2 separate regions of the Ovis aries genome follow, and region 1 is linked to region 2. The links are chromatin contacts, called in public Hi-C maps. All regions are on one chromosome and are shown on one strand. Each heading gives the region's core, a stretch centred on a gene start, on an enhancer-like site or on the middle of the called end of the contact. The rest is flanking DNA. Distances are from core to core; before and after follow the strand shown. Region 1 overlaps BACH2 (BTB domain and CNC homolog 2). Region 2 has its middle 99 kb from the start of MAP3K7.

Region 1 (7,456 bases), core at 4,739-7,238, 560 kb after region 2:
GTCAAGTCATTTCAGAACCATGACCTTTATCATTAAGTTTCTTGAATTCTTTGTTATTTTTTTAAATTTTTATTTCTCCTAGTCTATTTCTATAGTATCTTTTTCCATTTAAAAAAGTTTAAGTTTTATGTAATCAAGTGGTCAGTATGTTTCTTCATGCCTTCATACCTAAAAAGTCAACGTGGGAATTTTTTTTCTTCCAATTATGAAAAAATGAATAGGTCATATTAAGTGAAAAAAGTAACAAACAGTATACATAACATGGTTCTAGTTTACTTTATAAATATATTATAAACAATAAGAGCAGTATAGATAATAAGATGAAATGGGAGGCAAACTTGGAGAGAGGGAATACAGGGAAAGATTTATTTCTGTGTATTCCTATAATGTTTGATTTCTGTGTGTGTATATCACACAGGTTTTTTTTTTTAATTGAAATACAATTGATATACCATAAAATTCGCTCTGTTAATGTGAACAATTCAGTGGTTTTTAATGATTCATAAAGTTGTGTGACCATTACAGTGTCTAATCCCAAAATATTTTCATCATCTCAAAAAAAGAAATACAATATCCAGTAGCAATCACTTCTCATTCCCCTCTTCCCTTACCCCAAGCTGCTGCTGCTGCTGCTGCTGCTAAGTCACTTCAGTCGTGTCCAACTCTGTGCGACCCCATAGACGGCAGCCCACCAGGCTCCACCCTCCCTGGGATTCTCCAGGCAAGAACACTGGAGTAGGTTGCCATTTCCTTCCCCAATGCATGAAAGTGAAAAGAGAAAGTGAAGTCGCTCAGTCGTGTCCGACTCTTGGCGACCCCATGGACTACCGCCTTCCAGGCTCTTCCATCCATGAGATTTTTCCAGGCAAGAGTGCTGGAGTGGGTTGCCATTGGCTTCTCTGCCTTACCCCAAGAAATTGCTAACATACCTTTGTCTCCAGTAGATTTGCCTATTCCAGATGTTTCATTTCAGTAGAATCTAGCTGTGTGGCCTTTTGTGTCTCGCTCCATCGCTGAGCCTGTTTTCAATACAGCATTGCTGTACAGCATGATACAGCATGCTGTCACTATATCCACCTGGCACTTCATCATGTATGTGTTCTCTCCTTTTTATTGCTGAATAATATTCCACTGTGTAGATACACTAACTTTCTTGATCCATTCATTGGTTGAGGGATGCTGGGCTATTTCCATTTGAGGGCTATTATGGATTATGCCATGAAGAGTATTTGTGTTCAGGTTTTTTATAGACATAAATTTTCAGTTCTCCTCGTTATATACCAGGGAGTGGAATTGCTAAATCATATGATCACTCTTAAGTTTAGCCTTCTGAGGAATGACTGGGCTGTTTTCCAAGGTAACTGAGCCATTTTATATTCCCACCAGCCTTGTATGAGGAATCTAGTTCCTCTGCACCCTCATCAACACTTGTTATTGTCCTTTTTTTATATAGTCCTTCTAGTGGTATAGTACCTCATTGTGGTTTACAGGTTTGCTTTTAGAATTTGAAAATTATTGAAAAGTCACAAGCATGTGCCAAGTAGTAAGAGTCTTAGTGAATAGTTTTGTACCACAAGCATTAACTGTAGATTTTAATAAAGAAGCAGCAGGAAGACAGTTTATTTATATAGTCAAAGGCACTGATTAGTTGGATTTGCTTTATTAACACATTTCATATCAAGAGTGGTAAAAGCATATGAGGATGCTGTGTGTACATGTATGCTTGTGGATGTGTGAGGGCAGGGAAAAGTAAGGTCCAGAACAAACACTGAAATGTTATCGAAGAGCCATGTCTGACTCTTAACTCTTCCACCCAGATGTTGACTTCCAGACATATGTTGGATATAAAGATTTTACAGTCGTTTTTGTGGCTTGTTGAATCAGAAATCTTTTTAAAAGTAACTATCGTTGGTCTGCTTAATAAAAGGAAAACCATTCTGGGCAGCATGGAACTCAGCCATATTTCTAATGAAAACAATGTTTTCGTGTTGGCTAGAAAGACTGTTAGCATCTGGAACTCCAAAGCATACCGTATGACCGAAAGAAGAAACTTTGTGACAAAGAAAGATGGTGGACAAACTGAAACCCTAATGCTACTGCTACAGCTACTACTAATATTAGCAACACTTCATAATTATAAGGCAATTCCAACTTTTCAAAGCACTTTCTCCAGTTGTTATCCAACTTTTTTCTTCATGGCAACCCTGTAAGCTAAGTAGGACAGATGTTGGATCCCTCTGACTCCCAGATCCTCAAAGAACTTCAGGACAGAGAAGGAAAAGACTTGCCTGGGATCACACGACTCAGTAATTGTAGCATCACAACTAAATTCTAGATGTCCTATGTTTGTTCCAGAAACTGGACCGCAAGATTAGAGCTTAGAAGGACAGTTGTATGAGAAGCTTGTCTTTGGCAGAGGAGGTTTTGTCTTTGGCATCTGCCCGGCTCAAAGCCGGCTGTCCTCATTCAAAGAGGACTGGAATCATGAGCCCACAGGGCATCAGATCCCTGGACAGCTCACAGGAATCTGAGGGGCTTTTGAGAGCATTAGTGTTAGGGACTTCCCTGGAGGTTCAGTGGTTAAGACTCTGGGCTTCCAATGCAGGGGTGTGGGTTTGACCCCTGGTCAGAGAACTGTATTTCACATGCCCCGTGGCACAGCTAGAAACTTTTTTTAAAGAAGAACATAAATGTTACAGGTTTTGGAGAAATGACTGCACTGTTAAGATCCTCAGGGTACTGCTGCTGCTGCTGCTATGTCGCTTCATTTGTGTCCGACTGTGTCTGATCCCATAGACGGCAGCCCACCAGGCTCCCCCGTCCCTGGGATTCTCCAGGCAAGAACACTGGAGTGGATTGCCATTTCCTTCTCCAATGCCTGAAAGTGAAAAGTGAAAGTGAGGTCCCTCAGTCGTGTCCGATTCTGACTCTTAGCGACCCCAAGGACTGCAGCCCACCAGGCTCCTCCATCCATGGGAGTTTCCAGACAAGAGTACTGGAGTCGGGTGCCATTGCCTTCTCCCAGGATCCAATTCCTGCAGCTTCTGCTCAGCATCTAATAGTGAAACCAAGAAAGGAGATAGGATTGAAGCTTGACCCCAGGGGCTGGTGCTTCTAGTTGGGATCTCTAGACGAAAGAGGTGCTTCTTTTCGCCTTTTTCTGCAACATTTGCATCTCTGTCCTGCCTCTCCAGTAGCTCCCATCCAGCACACCAAAGACATCAGGCAAGTGAGATGTGTATTGAGAGGCATGGCGAGGTGAGGTAGCCAGAGTACCGGCTGATCACCAGCCTGTAACAAGCGCGCCGGGTGGCAAAGGTCACAGGGAAGCCCAGGAGAGCTGGTGTTTGGGAGTGGGAATTCTTTTCTCTTCTTTGATCTCATAATTGAATTTGCTGCTAGAAGTTATATTTCTCATACAATTCTTAAATGATATTTTTGTTTCACTGGAAGAGAGGGGATGTTGTTTGGGCGGTAGAACCAGGGTAGGTGTTGGCAGGAGAGAGAAAGGGAACAGCTGATTTCTGTCTGGTGAGAAAGAAGTGCCAGCCCCTGGGGTCTAGCTGGCAGCATCCCATGGTGGGGCCCCTGAGGAGGAATATTTAAGCTTCATTCACTGTCCAAATGTCACAGCCTTTTCCCACTTTTTGTCAGCCCTTGGGGCCAGAGGTTACCTGCACTGCAGAGGCCACTCATTTCACCATCGGCTCCAGAGCTGGAGCCCCCAGGAGTGAAATCCCCTCCTCTGATTAATATTGACCCAGCCCAGAGTCCCGGGTGAAAACATCCTCCACCATGGTCCTTAGAGAATGAGACAAGCCAAGATGCCCCTGACACTCAGAGTGAGTCTCCACTGAGAAGCCAAGCTGGGGCACCACCTGTCTAAAGAGACCATGGGCTCCCTGGACCCCTTGGGCCCTCACCCTTCTAAACAACCTGGTCAGCTTTCTGTGCCTCTATGCTGAACCTCATGCATGACGGATCACTGAATGTAGCTGCAGGCTGGCCGCTTAACAGGTGATGCTGCTGGTTCGCTGGACTTTGCGTCCCGTCACCTCACTATTTGTGAGGGTCTGGGGAATGAAAACTGTCACCTCCGAGAACTGAAATTCTGGAGGAATCAGTGGGTGGAGGGACAGTAAATAAGATGTGAAGCCCTATTGGGTCTATTTGGGTTAGAAAAGTTTGCTGGAAGAAAGGCAGGAGGGCCTCAGGCTTCTCAGTGTCCAAGGCCAAGTCACTTTAGCTGACTTTTGAGCCCATTTGAGGAATAGGTGGGTGCCTGCCAGCCTGGGAAAGGAACGTTTTCCCAGCCCCTCAGTGGGTCTGTGGCTGACATTTATCTCCAGGGAAGATGCCTGTCAGTTTGGAACTTCCTACCCTAAAATTAGCAAATAGCTGTGGTAAGGTTTCTGCCACACCTTTCCAAGAACAACGTCAGGGGCTTCCCTTTGGTAGTTAGGGGAAGCCCTCCCTTGCTCGAGGGGTCGCAGCACACTTTAGAAAGAGACCAGAGTAGTTGGGGCTGGGAGGATTTTTTTCACATGGAAGAAAGTCTATAGTGGACAATTTTCCTCCAACCTCTGCAGAGCAGCTTGAGTTGCAACAGCTCTGCTGAAAAATTACATGGCCTTCTGCTTCAAGGACTTTGATTTTGTTGATTTTTCCTCTTTCCTGTCAACCTCGGTGCTGTTACCATAGTGGGTATATATATATATATATATATATATATATATATATATAGGCTGTCTAGAGAATGTTAAATACAGTAGCCCTTGGTATAGAAGGCCTTGTGACTTTCCCTGTGGCCTGAGCCATAGGTATATATTCTGTCTGAAAATAAGCAAACACTGTGTAGAGCATCAGCAGAATTGCTTTGTTGTCAGCAGAGGGGGAGATGCCGTGAGGCCCAAAGCATCGTCACCCCTGTTGTGAAAACATGCCTGCTGCCTGGTGTGGGGACATCCATGTGCCCAACAGACAGACCTCTGTGCTGTGTAAGTACTGTCCAGGATCTGAGTCTGTTTGTTATCCAAGGCATATAAAAGGGAAATCAAACATTCTTTCGTATCATTATAAGCCCTGTGCAAACACAGCCCGTGGACAAAGCCCTTTGCCGGGCCCATAACAAGGAGCTGTTTGTGCTGACCGCCCGTCATTAGCGGTTGGAGCAGGGCTGAGCCGACTGTGCTGTTATGTGGACTGTGGGGATTTCTGCCCTCCTGAGCCAGCACTGGACAGGTGTCATGGGACAGAGGTTGCCCTTTGGAGGTTCAATCAGAGCACCCATCGGGAGCCTTCAGCAAATGCCACGTCTCACAGGCTCAGAGCTATGAAGTAACCTGACTGAGCTGTCACACCCAGCCGCAGGAAGGCAAATGATCATTTAGTAGGATTGCCTTTGTGCCAAGGGATTAAGTAACCACAAATGCCAGAGTCCAGACTCACTCAGGGTCTGCCTACCTCTGATGCAACCAAAGCAAAAGCCTGAGCTCAGGATTAAAGATCTTCCTCTCACTCCCCTGAACGGCCCAGACATAACCCTGTAGGTTCTGTAGGGCCATTTCTTCACCAAAAGGATTTTGATCAATTAAACCCAGAGTGGCCTGTCTGTTCCTCTGGTTATCCAAGTTCACTCTAGTCGACTTGTTCCGTCTGCTAAAGCTATGCTGTCCAGTACAGGAGGCACACGCCGGATATGGCTACTGAGCCCTGGGAATGAGGCTAGTCTGAATGGTGAGGCACACCCAAGTATAAAATGCACCTTGGGTTTTTAAAATGCGGTATCCCCCCCAAAAGTGAAATATCTCATTACTTTTATGCTGATTACTGTTGATAATATTTTAGCTACATTGGGTCCTATTCAATATATTATTAAAATTAGTGTCACCTGTTTCTTTTCACTTCCTACTAGAAGGCGTAAGAATCCCACTGGCAGCTCGCGTTGTTTGCATTGGACAGCGCTGGGCTAGTGCCTGAACGAAGTTTAGGTTTATAGCGCCATCTGCTGGTGTATCCAAAGCAGATGCTCAGGTTAAGCAGGAGCTCAGCCCCTGAGCTGGGAAACACTGTCTTGGCCAAGCAACACTCAACCTTCTACTTCCAGAAGCTTCTGGACAGGCCCAGAGCTGACTCCTGAAGTCTCTGCCTCATAGAGAGTCCTGAAGGGGGTAGTGGCAGACTGCTGGAAGGTGCCGGTCTGTGTTCTCTATCTTGTGGATGCTGAGGAAGCTTGAGAGAACATGGGTTCTCTGCTAAATGCTAAAGAAGCATTAGGACTCTAAAGCATCTCTAAAATGACTAGTGTTCTTTCTTTGGAGGATGTTCACCTTTTCCTTGATTTGCAAGAATTTGAAAGTGAGACTCTTGCTGAAAACAGTGTCTGCATTAATTATTTGTTGCTGTGTAACAAATCCTCCCAGGGCTTCCCAGGTGACACTAGTGGTAAAGAACCTGCCTGCGAATGCAGGAGATGTAAGAGATGTAGGTTCGAGCCCTGGGTGGGGAAGAACCCCTGGAGGAGGGCATGGCGACCCTCTCCAGTGTCCTTGCCAGGAGAATCCCACGGACAGAGAAGCCTGGTGGTCTGTGGTCCATAGGGTCGAAGAGTCGGACACAGCTGAAGAGACTTGGCACATACCCATGCAACGAATCACCCCAAAACTTTGTAGCTTCAAACAATGAAGCTTCAAACAATCGTTTAACATCTCTCATTGTTTCTGTGGGTCTGGAATTCAGAAGTGGCTGAACTGAGCATGCTTGGCTCAGAGTATCTCATGGGGTTTAAGTCGGATGTTGGCAGGAGGCAACCCCTGGAGGTTTGCCTGGGCTGGAGGATCCTCATCCAAGGTGGCTCATTCATGGGACTGATGAGGTGATTCTGGCTGTTGGCTGGAGACCTCAGTTCCTCTCTACCTGGGCTTCTCCACAAGGTGTCCTAAAGAGAGCCTTTTATTTCTAATCAAATGCTGTCGCTGAACTGTCAGGAGGTACTGGTCCACAGCCTGGAGGTTGGCCCTGGTCTAAGAGGCCTAAGAAGATACTGTACAGCTTTTATGATGTCACGTCAGAAGTTACATGGATTACTCCCGCTTCATTGTATTGGTCAAAAGGCAAGAACATGCATTCCACCTTTTGACAGGGGAAGGTCAGCATCACATTGTAAAAGAAAATGTGAGAGCGTGGGCCATTTTATTTTCCAAAAATCCATAGTGCCTCATGGGTATATAATAGCACTGTGCAGCTAAAAAACATGCCCCATTTTGCAGATGAGGAAACTGAGACTCAGAAAAGTATGGTGACCAGCCTGAGGTCTCCTGTCTGGCAGGAAGGACTAAAAGCCAGTTCTAACTCCTAGGTCACAATGATGTAGCCTCGCCAGTTTCTCTCCCTATGTCTGTCTCCCTTATGTTGCTGTAACTGCAAATCACACTGACTGTTTCATCTTTCCAGCATC
Region 2 (7,350 bases), core at 2,596-5,095:
AGGAAGCCGTGTCTTCGAGAGAAGTCGACCGACTCCTCTTCTCCTCACGGAGGTCGCCTGCTGCTTATTTGGCATATCTCAAGCACCATGTATCTCCTCAAGGAGCTAATTGAACCATTCAACTCTTCTTTGCCAGATCACAAAACCACATAGCTGTGACTGCATCATCTTCCAATAAGGACATTAGTTAGATCCATCGATTGTTAATGCAGGAAAAGATTGAAGAAAGGAGGAGAAGGGGACGACAGAGGATGAGATGGTTGGATGGCATCATCAACTCAATAGACTTGAGTTTGAGCAAACTCCAGGAGATGGTGAAGAGCACAGAAGTCTGGCATGCTGCAGTCCATGGGATCGCAAAGAGTCGGGTACAACTGAGCTACCAAACAACAATGGATTGTTTAAACACGGTACATCGTGGAGGGAAATCCGTACATCCTGTAAAACTAAGGTAATGTGGCCACCAAGAATTCAGAACCGTAACTGCTGTGAAAGAGGTGCCAAATGAGGGAACAATAAGAAAGATAATAAATAATCCCCACCTGTACAATTCTGTTTTTGCCCAGAATTGTCTTAAATATTGATTACCTCCTTTGATCGCCTCAACAATCCTGACAAGAGATCTTTGCTGTTGTCCCATTTTACAGATGAGAGTACTGAGGTTAAGTGATCATTCCAGGATCAAGGAATGATGGAGGTTAACCCAGGGCTTCTGAGTTCCCATCCTATACTCCTTCCATGGCTCAGCTCTATAGCTACTAAAAACAAAACTGAAGTAAACTTTTAACCTATAGGTTGCCTGTGTTTACTCAGTGGGTTGAAATTCATTACCTAGGTTCCTAGGATATGAACTAAGGCAAACTTAAACAATTTCAGAATGGTGTTGTGCATCTCAGTAAGCAGAGCATCAGTCTGGAAGGCTAGGACGACACAGAGTGCAAAGCTGGCAAGGGACACCCTCTTCTTACTGGAGATCTTGATTCAAGTTATTCGGTCTTCCCTAATTGTCCTTCAGCTTCATACCCAGCTACTCAGGCTACCCCTGGCTCCTCTTATTTCCTTTGGCACAATGCAGTCTCTGGTCCTGGCATGGAGATACAGACAAGGATGACATACGTCCCGCCTCTGGGCTTGCCTGACCCGTGCCCTGAGTCACGATAGAGCCTCATCTCCTGTGACTCATCCTTCTTGGCTCTGCACACTGCCTGACCTGGTTTCTTCCAAAGAGGACTAGTAGCTTTTGAGTGTGGAAAACTGGGTTTCATCCAGCCCTTGAGTGAAGGGTATAATTTCTTCAAAATCAGTGCTTTTGTCTATCAGCACTACCTGATAGAAATTCTGTGATAATGGAAACTCCCACTTCTGAGCTTTGAACATGGTAGCCATTAGCCACAAGGGACCCCTGTGTGCTCATGTGTTCTCTCACTCAGTCCTGTCCGACTCACTGCAGTCCCATGGACTGCAGCCCCCCAGCCTCCTCGGTCCATGGAATTTTCCAGGCAAGAATACTGGAGTGGGTTACCATTTCCTTCTCCAGAAGATCTTCCTGACCCAAGAGTCAAACCCACATCTCCTGTGTCTTCTGCATTGGCAAGCAATTTCTTTACTTGTAGCACCACCTGGGAGGGCTTCCCCAATGCCTCAGCTGGTAAAGAATCCTCTAGGTAATGCAGCAGACACAGGAGATGTGGGTTTGATCCCGTCAAGAAGATCCCCTGGAGGAGGTAATGGCAACCCACTCCAGTATTCTTGCCTGAAAAATCCCATGGACAGAGAAGCCTGACAGGCTAAAGCCCAAGGGTCTTGCAAGAATCAGACATGACTGAGCGACTAAGCTCGAAAAGCGGCCATTAAGCCCTTGAAATATGGCTAGTGGCTGTGAGAAATGATCTTTTTAAATTTATTATTTAATTTTAATTAGTTTCAATTTAGATAGCCACATGTGGCCAGTGGCTGCTGTGCTGGGCAAAGAAGGTCAATGATCTCTTCATTCTGTTCCATCATTAAAGCTCTGATGCTACTGCTGCCAAGTCGATTCAGTCGTGTCCGACTCTGTGCGACCCCACAGACGGCAGCCCACCAGGATCCCCCATCCCTGGGATTCTCCAGGCAAGGACACTGGAATGGGTTGCCATTTCCTTCTGCGATGCATGAAAGTGAAAAGTGAAAGTGAAGTCACTCAGTCGTGTCCGACTCTTAGCGACCCCATGGACTGCAGCCTACCAGGCTCCTCCATCCATGGGATTTTCCAGGCAAGAGTGCTGGAGTGGGGTGCCATCACCTTCTCCGCATTAAAGCTCTGTATAAAATAAAATCTAAAGCTGGCAATCTCTAGCTTGTATGGTAGTAGAGTGGTGAGAAAGACGGGGGAGTAGATGGGAGCTAGTAATGACCCTTATATCCAGCCACATGGAAAACCACAAGCTCCCAGAGATTAAATACAGAATGAATCTTTGCTTTTAAGGTGGAGGATTGTGTAAGAAGGGACTTTATCTATTGCCAGTGGAGTTTGGGCCAAGGAAGCCAGTTAAACGTTCCTATGTAGATAGTTCCTATACACAGAGCTGGTGTGGTGTGAGCATCTGCTAAAATACTAACAAGTAAGCAGGGACGAGTCTGCAGAACCCTTTGCCTGCAGAGGCTCATGGTACACTTGCTCCTTCCTCCTGCTGCCTATCAGTAAAGATCTTCTGCCCAACTATGAGAAACACATTACCCGGAAACATGTCTTAGCGCTGCTGGGGAATGACCTTCTATTCATATTAAAGATGTTTGAACAGACTAAACTTCTTTACTAAAATCCATTCAGCAAACAGGGATGGAACCTGGGCTGCAGAAACACAAAACATAAGATAGGTGTGAAATCTAGCCTGTGACCTTCAGGCAAGGACTATCCAGGGAATGAGTGAGAATTCACTGTCCTGGACTACTAGTTAAAGACAACAAGCTATTATGGAAAGTTTACAAACAAGCTTAGATTTTTAAAACATGTTTGCATATTTCTAAATATCCCCTATGAGCACTAAACACTTGAAGATGGTTGGATGGCATCATTGATTCGACTGACGTGAGTTTGAGCTAACTCCGGGAGATGGTGAAGGACAGGGAAGTCTGGCGTTCTGCAGTCCATGGGGTCACAAAGAGTCTGATAGGACTGAACGAATGAACAAGCGTGGGCTTTGAGGGCTAGAAGCAGAATCCTGGGGAAGAGGGAACAAGATGCTATTAATAGAAAGGGAAGAAAACCATACAATTTATAAAGGAGCTTCATACTCAAACCTCAGTCACCTAAACCCTGCATATTGTTAGCTTCCATTTTTCTAAGAGAAAATGGGAGATTTTAGGCATTTCCCCGAAGTGGAACAGTGAGCTAGTGACTCGAGTGAGCCTTTAGACTCCTAGGCAGGGGTTTTTGTCCCTACCGTGAATCTCACAGCATTTCATTGCTTTAGGGGAGTGATCAAATCAAATCAAACTGCATTATGTAACTAGGTTGTAAATCTGTGAATAAAATGTTCATATTATAAAATTTCTGTGAGGACGATGTTGGGTCTCGGTAATCATGACACAGGTGGGTCTGTCTGACTGTGAGGTCCCGAATCCTTCCCAGACTGTCTTGCTTTTGATAACCAGGAGGTGGCAGTGCAAGCACAGCCTTCCAGGGCCTTCTTATCATGGACGACCCAGGGTGGTGACAAGCGAAGTTTCCTACGCCAGTCTAGGGTGAATCATTCCGCAGCTCTAGGGTCGTGGTATCGGTTTCAGTGTGTCTGCTTATCTGGAGTTTTCTCTGTGCTCTCCAGTCTCACCAGAGGCTGCTCTATTTGCGTAGAGATACCTGCTGTGGGATCTTCTACTGAATTATGTAGAATTAGTGAATGAGGGAGACGCTTAACGGGGCTGTCCGCCCTTTGAATGCCAAGTAATTGTCATCCTTCTGAGTAAGCAGGGCTGCCTAGGATCCTAGAAGGAAAATTCCAGGTCTCCTTCTCTGTGTCCCGAAACCAATTCTCAGGCTATGTAGCATCTTGGTCGCTTTCCGTTGCGACTGGTTACAGAGTAAGTGCCATTAATAATAGGAAATTGGAGATTCGGAGGTGCTGAGCTTATTTCTCCCAAAATACAGTAAATATTCTCATTGCAAAGAAAGGTATCTTTGGGGGGGTGACCCAGCCTGCCTGCTTCTAGAAAGGAGCATCCTGCACAAAAATTAATTATGCTATTAATGTTAGTTAATAGGGAGTTCCCTGGTGCTCCAGTGGTTAAGACTTTGCCTTCCAAGGAAAGGAGTTCAGGTTCAATTCCTGGTTGAGGAGCTAAGATCCCACATGCCTGGTGTCCAAGAAACCAAACCATAAAACAAAAGCAATATTGTAACAAATTCAGTAAAGACTTTAAAAATTGTCCATATCAAATCTAAAAAAAAAAAAAAATAGTTACTGCATATGGGAGAAGGCAATGGCACCCCACTCCAGTACTCTTGCCTGGAAAATCCCATGGACAGAGGAGCTTGGAAGGCTGCAGTCCATGGGGTCGCTAAGAGTCGGACACGACTGAGAGACTTCACTTTCACTTTTCACTTTCATGCATTGGAGAAGGAAATGGCAACCCACTCCAGTGTTCTTGCCTAGAGAATCCCAGGGACGGGGGAGCCTGGGGGGCTGCCGTCTATGGTGTCACACAGAATCGAACACGACTGAAGTGACTTAGCAGTAGCAGCAGCATTGAACTCACAGAAAGTTCTGTGTATACACTTCCTATAGGTTACCTCCTTTACTCTGACAATGGCTAACAGAGGCAAATGTTAACATGATCCCGATCTTCCAATGAAGAGACTGAGAAATTATTTACGCAAGCCATGGAATTTGAGTGAAGGTCTCTGATTGAAAAAACCTAACATTTGTGTCCATCTGTGAGTAGTTAGCAGGTTTCCCTGGTAGCTCAGAGGTCAATGTTCTTGCCTGGAGAATCCCAGGGACAGGGGAGCCTGGTGGGCTGCCATCTATGGGGTCACAGAGTCGGACACGACTGAAGTGACTTAGCAGCAGCAGCAGCAGCAGCAGGAGATATGGGTTTGATCCCTGGGTCAGGAAGATCTCCTGGAGAAGGAAATGACAACCTACTCTAGTATTCTTGCCTGGAGAGTCCCATGGACAGAGGAGCCTGACAGGCTGCAGTCCATGGAGCTGCAAAAGAGTCGTACACAACTTGGCGACTAAACAACCAACAATAAACAGATGTGAGTGCTTATCATGTCCTTGAACTATGTATAGGGTCTCACTTCACATCTGTCACACAAGCGGACTCACAGGTGAGGCCCCATGTTCTAGTGCAGATCCTTCGGAGTAGAGCAAGATGCCAAGATGCCCACCAGCTGGGATGGGCAGGAAGTCCGCACAGGCCTGGCTTAGCTGAGGTTCAGCTGGACAGGCCCACCCCTAAGGTGAGATTGGCCTGGTACAGGCAAAGACAGAGGCGGTCTAGACTATCAGGCAAATGGCTGGACAGCGCTTAAGCCAGCACCGGTGCAAGCACACGAGCTCCCTGGCGTGTCTGTCTGGAGATGAGACAGGGCAAAATCCTGACTTCACTCAGAAATGGCACGCTTTCCTCTAGGTTTATTTCCTAAAGTCTTGATCATGATGACTCTTTCACTGGTTTGCATGAAAATGAGCACTCAAGGACAATGTGGTGAGTTTTTTTTTTTTAATCAACATTTATTACAGAGAAGATAACCCCTAATTTTGAGATTCTGCCCTTCCTGTTTATGGTTAAAATGTTTCTCTTAGGAAGACATGGAAGTTGATTTATATCTTAATAATGTTCCCTCGAAAAATAAAAACTTGACATACCTACAGAGTACTCCTCTTTTCTTCTTCTTTATAAAAAAGTTGCAGATTAAAATCTAGAACTCCATCTCTGGGTGGTCCTCAAACTTTTCCTCCCCTGAGCAAGTTAGGAGTATTTCATATACTGCCATCTAGTGGTCAGCCTCTGTCACACTCGCTGACTCTCTGAGAAAATAAAGTGTGTGGAACACAAGGGGTGGGTGTGTGTGTGTGTGTGTGTGTGTGTGTGTGTGTGTGTGTGTGTGTGTGTGTAAACTCAGGTGCCAACAAGCAGAGATGTGTTAGCATGGAAAAATGCAGGTTTTGAAAACTGTGTAGAAAGAATCAGAGTGAACAGACCTCCTACTCCAAATCCATGTGGGCAGAATTGAAAGCAGGTGTGTGGGATTAGCACGCTGTATTTTTTCCAACATCCACCACCCAAAGGGCAGCCGCACAGAATCGTTCATGCTCAGGAGCGCGATCAGCTAATGGGACGTGAGACGGTGTAGAGAAGAAGGTTTCAAGACGAAACTTGAACCAAATGTGTTCACGGTGTAACTCATACCCTTTGAATAACAGAGGTATCACTTCCAACTCTGGGAGGACCCCTCAACCTTTCCAAAATGGGTGAGTATAGATTTTTGCAAGTGCCTGGTGCAGCTGGGAGCATAGCAGAGAATGGATTTGCAAATAGCAGGCAGCCTGACCTTTGAAGATGGCTCCTACTAGCAGCCGGTACTTCCCACCTCTGTCCTTCACTGTTGCTGCAGCCTCTGGGCTTCTGCATCTGCAGCCTCCTGCCAACCCCCTCCTCCAAGCTGGCTGCTCATCCTCCTTTCATACTGCTAGAGAGAGTGAAAGGGGGACAGGGAGAAATGCAAAGAAACCATGTCTAGGGTAGAGAGGAGACAGAGGTGCTTCCTGAAAAGTCCAGAAAACCCCTTCTTCTCAACCCCAGAAGACTGTGTAGAAGAGTCTTAAACTACATGGTGTTCTGTAGCTCTCCCAAGTGGTCCTGAACTGAGTCAGCTAATTCAGGCTCTGGACACTAGTGCAGAAGCCAATAGTCTATAAGTTGCTAACTGACTGTATTCCGAAAGGTTACGTGTATCTTGGGCTTCCCTGGTGGCTCACTGGTAAAGAATCCAACCTGCCAAGGCAGAGAACCTGGGTTCGATCCCTGGGCTGGGAAGGTCCCCTGGAGGAGGAAATGGCAACCCACTCCTATATTCTTGCTCGGAAAATCCGAAGGACAGGGGAGCCTGGAGGGGGTCAGAAAGAGTCAGACGTGACTTTGTGAGTGAGCACACAGGCACATACACGTATATTAGTCCCATTTGAAATTCGAAATATATTTACACATAAAACCAGTGAGCTACAGTGCTTAGGTTCCCAGGCCGGCTTGGGAAATCCACTTCTTCTCTGCATCTGAGCTGTGCTGCGACCTTCTTTAGGTCACCTGTGCTTTCTCTGAGTGGGGCGCTCCGTGGGGAGGGAGAGAGGGAGGTTCTGCAGAGCC

Evidence for each region. Hi-C and Micro-C count contacts between places; a contact is called where the count stands out from the background.
Region 1: a contact with region 2 is called in a Hi-C map of tail adipose tissue, with 7 times the contacts expected there. The contact joins two enhancer-like sites. A contact is called at or near these places in 11 of 16 Hi-C or Micro-C datasets (blood, hypothalamus, liver and 5 more).

Annotation. Positions count from the first base shown.
Region 1 is chr8:47,686,778-47,694,233 of ARS-UI_Ramb_v3.0, forward strand. The region is part of intron 5 of BACH2 (BTB domain and CNC homolog 2); the gene reads left to right. Among named protein-coding and RNA genes, the nearest start is that of GJA10, 42 kb to the right of the region's middle. Within about 2 kb of position 5,989, at least 21 of the 54 cell types and tissues checked have an H3K27ac peak or open chromatin away from gene starts, as enhancers often do.
Region 2 is chr8:47,129,551-47,136,900 of ARS-UI_Ramb_v3.0, forward strand. No RefSeq gene overlaps it. Among named protein-coding and RNA genes, the nearest start is that of MAP3K7, 99 kb to the left of the region's middle. Within about 2 kb of position 3,846, at least 4 of the 54 cell types and tissues checked have an H3K27ac peak or open chromatin away from gene starts, as enhancers often do.